Regions from separate parts of the Mus musculus genome. Here region 1 is linked to region 2. Evidence: chromatin contacts called from public HiChIP or PLAC-seq data. All regions are on one chromosome and are shown on one strand. The core of a region is the stretch at or near the end of the contact, and the rest is flanking DNA. Distances in the headings are between cores, read along the strand shown. Region 1 holds the start of Slc22a21 (solute carrier family 22 (organic cation transporter), member 21). Region 2 overlaps Slc22a5 (solute carrier family 22 (organic cation transporter), member 5).

The links. HiChIP or PLAC-seq counts read pairs in DNA pulled down with a chosen protein or histone mark.
Region 1: an H3K4me3 HiChIP or PLAC-seq map of intestinal crypt epithelium shows a contact between it and region 2, with 5 read pairs. The contact joins the promoter of Slc22a21 here to the enhancer-like site in region 2. A contact is called at or near these places in 12 of 39 promoter capture datasets (the 3T3-L1 cell line, 3T3-L1-derived adipocytes, the SN4741 cell line and 7 more), 11 of 484 Hi-C or Micro-C datasets (the AML12 cell line, MC3T3-E1-derived osteoblasts, the N1E-115 cell line and 7 more), 4 of 115 datasets of contacts at active chromatin or transcription factors (bone marrow-derived dendritic cells, embryonic stem cells, intestinal crypt epithelium and 1 more) and 3 of 9 other capture datasets (adipose tissue, liver and pancreatic islet).

Annotation. Positions count from the first base shown.
Region 1 is chr11:53,978,991-53,981,690 of GRCm38.p6, reverse strand. It overlaps Slc22a21 (solute carrier family 22 (organic cation transporter), member 21), which reads left to right and starts at 1,358. Exons shown (of 10, transcript NM_019723.3): 1 at 1,358-2,226. The coding sequence starts at 1,834. Gm30927 (predicted gene, 30927) reads right to left here and starts at 1,660. Exons shown (of 4, transcript NR_168634.1): 1 at 1,354-1,660; 2 at 294-382.
Region 2 is chr11:53,873,630-53,876,329 of GRCm38.p6, reverse strand. Slc22a5 (solute carrier family 22 (organic cation transporter), member 5) reads left to right here. Exons shown (of 10, transcript NM_011396.3): 3 at 167-321; 4 at 1,224-1,395; 5 at 2,536-2,662. Among named protein-coding and RNA genes, the nearest start is that of Gm12216, 16 kb to the right of the region's middle. Within about 2 kb of position 1,434, at least 16 of the 459 cell types and tissues checked have an H3K27ac peak or open chromatin away from gene starts, as enhancers often do. A contact at or near this core is called in adipose tissue, intestinal crypt epithelium and stem cell-derived epiblast-like cells, where this site is marked.

The DNA.
Region 1 (2,700 bases), core at 109-2,608, 110 kb before region 2:
AAGAGTGACCCTCAGAGAGGCAGCATCTGTTCCATGGCCTTTGGTCCAGGACTAAGTAAGAGGAGAGAAAGCAAGCTGAGCACCAGCATTTCTCTCTCCTGGCTTCCTGACTGAGGCGACTGTGACAAGCTGACTCCTGCCACCCGGCCTTCCCAGAGTGACCGACTCTACCCTCTAAGCACAAGCCCAAACCTCTTCTCCCTTAAATTGCTTTTGTCTCTGTAACCAGAAAAGTTACGAATACAACAGCTACCAAGACAATTTTAATGATAATGTGCATCTGCTGTACACACCTGTTGTCCCTGCTACTAGAGAGGATGAGGCAGGTGGTCATTTGTGACCAAAGTTGCAGGTAAAGCCAGGGAAATACAGTAGGCCCCATCTAAATAAGTAAATAAATAAATAAATAAAATTATAAATGTAACTTCTCATTTCATTTGACAATATTACTTTAGAATTACACAATTGCTATTTTTATACCTTATCTTTTTAATTTTAGGAAATACTATTTGCACAAAACAATGGATTTCATTGTAAGGCTCTGTGTTTGTTTTAAGACGGGTTTCACTGTGTAGTCCTGACTGGCCTGGAACTATGTAGATCACCAGTCAGCTCCTGAATTAACTGTAAAAAATAACTAATTTGAGGGTATAATCCTAGACTAAGATCCTTAATCTTGAAGTTAAATTTTTATATTTGCTTAAGTCGATTTGATGAATAACTGAATGATTTCTTAATCTTTAAAAACATAAAGCACAGAACAGAGCCTAGAAATTGAAATTCATTGCCCACAGCCTCATGACCACAGCCTCAAAATTTGTCTCAATCTCTTAATGATTATTATAATATGACATTATGTGAGTGGGCGTTTTGATTGCATGTATGTCTGTGCACTATATGTGACAGGGGACCAGAAAAGGGGATTAGTTCCCCCGGAACTGGAGTTACCAGAAGGTTGTAAGCCTCCAATGCGTGCTGGGAATTGAACTCAGGTCCATTGAAGGAGAAGACTTTTGGTGGGATACAATCCCTTTCTGACCCATAACAAAAAGTTGAGAGGGTGTTTCATACCGAAATCCTACGCCTTTCTCCAAGTCAACACCCAGCTTGGTCACAACTTCCCCCAAAGGAGCCCTGGGGACCAGCTCGGGGTTGTGGCTTGAGAAGACCCATCCCTCCCTCTAGCAGCAGCTTCGGGGCGGGGACTACAGCGGCCCCGCCCCCAGCCCGACTCGCTCGGGGGGTGTGGCTTGAGAAGACCCGTCCCTCCCTCTAGCAGCAGCTTCGGGGCGGGGACTACAGCGGCCCCGCCCCCAGCCCGACTCGCTTGCTCTCGACTGGGAAGGACTTTACCTCAGGGCGTTCCTCAGCGAACAGCTCAGAGTAGTAGGCAAGGGACTCCTAGGCTCCCTCACACCCGCGCAGTTCTGAAGCCAGGCTCCATCCCGCTTCCGCACTGTCCAGCCAGCTCGGAGACCGGGACCAGACCCGCCTCACGTACAGGCGCGTCCAGTGCCCACTACGGATCACTCAGACTCCTGCCGCGCCCACCCCACGGTTCGCCTCAGGACTGCACGGCCGGCCTTGCAGTCTAGGCCAGACTCCGCGCGGAGTCCATCATGGCCTCACGTCCTCGGTGTCTCTGGCGCTGGCGGGGTCTGAGGCGGCGGGAGGAACTCACGAGCTTCTCCGTGTGGAAAACGTCTCCCGACGCTTTCTCGAACTCCTCTTCGACGAGTGACTGGTGCTCCGCGTGCACGGACAAACCGTGCGCCGCCCACTGCGCCCGAGTATCCTCGGATTCCCGGCGGGACGCCGTGGGCTGCCGACTCTATGCTTGACTACGACGAGGTGACCGCCTTCCTGGGCGAGTGGGGGACCTTCCAGCGCCTCATCTTCTTCCTGCTCAGCGCCAGCATCATCCCCAATGGCTTTACTGGGTTGTCAGCCGTGTTCCTGACGGCGATCCCGGAGCACCGTTGCCGGATACCAGACACCGTGAACCTGAGCAGCGCGTGGCGCAACCACAGTATCCCGATGGAGACGAAGGACGGACCAGAGGTGCCTCAGAAATGCCGCCGCTACCGACTGGCCACCATCGCCAACTTCTCTGAGCTAGGGCTGGAGCCGGGACGGGACGTGGACCTGGAGCAGCTGGAGCAGGAGAACTGCCTGGATGGCTGGGAGTACGACAAGGACATCTTCCTGTCCACCATCGTGACAGAGGTAGGTGACAGCCCCCCTGTCAGGGTCTGGTGACATCGCAGGCAATGGTTGTTCCTTAGTTTAACCACAAGCTCCCTGGTGATGAGCATCCTTTAAGAACATTTTATGAGATGACTTCTAGCCATAGTACGCCCCTCAGAGGACAAATGTCTGGCAGACCATCCGTCCATAGGGTCCCATTGAAGATAGAGTCCAGAAGGTTCTGCCCCTAGGAGATGCCCTGAGACCCTGAGTGGTGGGACTTTCTCGAGGTAGTGATGTGATTCAGAGGGGCCGGATTCAGACTTGCTCCAGAGAAGAGACCACAGGTTTTAGCCTCTGTTCAGAAAGGAAAGACTCTTTGCAGAACTTTTTAAAGTTAAAGAAACGTGTGTTCCAAACTCTCTACCCTTTCTGGAGTTATTCTTTCTTCCCTCACCTATCCTTACCCCAAAATGAAGTCTTGCCATGCCCCAGGAGAAACTGTTTTCCATT
Region 2 (2,700 bases), core at 185-2,684:
AGACTACACATTCATCCTGGAAAGTATGGAATTCAATGTCTGCATGGAGACTGAGAGGGTGGGACTACCCTGGTGGCAGTCCTTGTGTTGGGAGACAGCCCCTCAGGGGAGCCGGTGGCTGCTGCCTCTCCCAGCTGCTTCTCTGTGACCCTCCTTTCCTCTCCAGGTTTGGTCGCAAGAATGTGCTGTTTTTGACCATGGGCATGCAGACTGGCTTCAGCTTCCTGCAGGTCTTCTCTGTGAACTTCGAGATGTTTACAGTGCTTTTTGTCCTTGTTGGCATGGGTCAGATCTCCAACTACGTGGCAGCATTTGTCCTGGGTATGGACATCAGGTTGGAGTTGAGTACTTGATCCTGTGTTTCACTTGACTGGAGACAAGTTGTGATGTCCCTTGTGACTAGAATTCCCTAGTAAATAAACCTAGTTTACCAGATAAGCAATTGAGCCTAACAATGGTTCTGACTTCTGATGTCCAGTTCTTCTGGCCTCTGAGTTGTGGCCTCTTGGCCTTATTAGTACTTCAGTCATTAACTAGGATTCTCTTTTTAAAGGCTTGCATAGAAAGGGCTTAGGTAACAAGAAAGAAGGAGGCACACCAAGGGGAGATGGGCCACGATGGGCAGACTACCCAGGAAAGAGGTGCTGCAGAGCATTGGTGGCTATCAGTGTCTGGCAAGGAGAGTGAGTTGAGCAGTCCAGTTCAGGTTTTGGTCAGTCTACCCTTCAAAGCTATGACTTAGACAAGCTACCTTGTCCCCACTGGAAAGCTTCCCGTCTCTCTGTTTAGAAGAGCCTTGCTCTAACCAGTGAGACACTGGCTTCCTTCGGCTGTATAATGGGGAGGGTGATTGTTTTCTTTTCGCAGTTACTAGAACATTTTTCCACAAAGGATAATAGTTAGCATGTGTGGCTTTAGTAGTGACTTTGCCTTTGATTAGTTCTTCCTTGTGTAAGGACTTACAGGGGCCTAATGCTCTTTAGCATGTGTCTGAGGGTGGTGATGATGTTTTCATAAGAGAACTGTTATCCATAGACCTCAGAGGAAAACCCTAGGAGCAAATCAGAGCAGACTTAGTTCAGATGTAACCCTTCACAAAGACTCTCAACACAGAGCTACTTGTGGCTCCCTCCTTGTCTCTATGTTAAAAATGATATCACAGAAGATTCATAAGGAAATAACCCTCGTTAATAATTAACTTGACTCTTCCTTGTTTTGAACAGGAACAGAAATTCTTTCCAAGTCAATTCGAATTATATTCGCCACCTTAGGAGTTTGCATATTTTATGCGTTTGGCTTCATGGTGCTGCCACTGTTTGCATACTTCATCAGAGACTGGAGGATGCTGCTGCTGGCGCTCACTGTGCCAGGGGTGCTATGTGGGGCTCTCTGGTGGTGAGTGTGTGGCCCTGGCCCTTGGGCTGCCTACCCTGTGGGGTGGCTTCTGTGTCATATCCAGTAGAGGGCAGCAGTAGCCCTCAAATTCCAATTCTAGATCACAGAAAAAGGGGGTGCAAATTATTTGTTAAGTCAATTTATAAAATCTTTCTATACTCAGAAAAGCCAAAAAAGCACAGAATCCCAACACATAAGTGGGCATCTCCTCTGCCCTGTTCTAGGTTAAGCTAAGAATTTGCTGCAAGCAGATAGAGACCAGCCAAACCTCTGGGAAGTTCTCCCATCCCAGCAAGACCTGGGCTGTAGCTGCTTGATGCTGAGGCCCCAGACCAGGGGGGTTGGGAAGTAAAGAGAGGGAGAGTTCCAAATTGAGCTTCCTTGAATGGCCTTGCAGAGGAAGGCAGGCTCCAGCTGTGCTGCCAACAGGAGGAGATTGGGCAAGTAAAGCAAAAGCTATTCCAAGCCAAGAAGAATCCTGGCAGGAATTACTCCTTAGACTAGACTAGGGTGAGATCCTCATCCCTTGCACAGTGGAGATCATCCTGGACAAGAGTGGGAACAGAAGAAACAATGGTTCCTGATTATGAGAGAGGAGAGAGGGCTGCCTGGTCACAAGGATAAGGAAAATAGCCACCAGTCTCCAGCCTTGGTAACAATGCTGTTTTGTGGAGAGAGACTGACAAGTCTATTGAGTAAATCGGAGGTGGAGTAAGGAAGAGATGGATGTCAAGTGATCCCTGCAGAAGGTCCCGTGCCTCACAGGGACAGAGTAGACATAGCAGGATCTGGGTGGGCCTGACTCAGCAGAAGCCAGGCATCAGGAGCCCATGTAGTACCTGTCTCCTTAAAGCCCAGAAGGGGGCGCCGCCATTGCAGACATGCAGGTGCCAGCCAGAGTGGAGATCCCCTTGGGATGTATAGGAGGACGCTTCAGGTTTTGCCCACTTCAGTCAGTGTTCAGCAGAGCTCATACCTCAGGTAGTTACTGGGCTATCTTTATTTCTGGCTTATGAACACCAGACATTCCACACACCTGCCTCTCTGTCTGAGGCCTCATTTACCATATGTAGCTAAGCCAAGTCCAGCCTCTGGAGAGCAAGTGAACAGGAAGTCTCACTAGATTGCATTGTCTTCCAGGTTCATCCCTGAGTCCCCACGATGGCTCATCTCTCAAGGCCGAATTAAAGAGGCAGAGGTGATCATCCGCAAAGCTGCCAAAATCAATGGGATTGTTGCACCTTCCACTATCTTCGATCCAAGTGAGGTAAATGCCACGTGGATGCTGCTGGGGAGGCTCACACT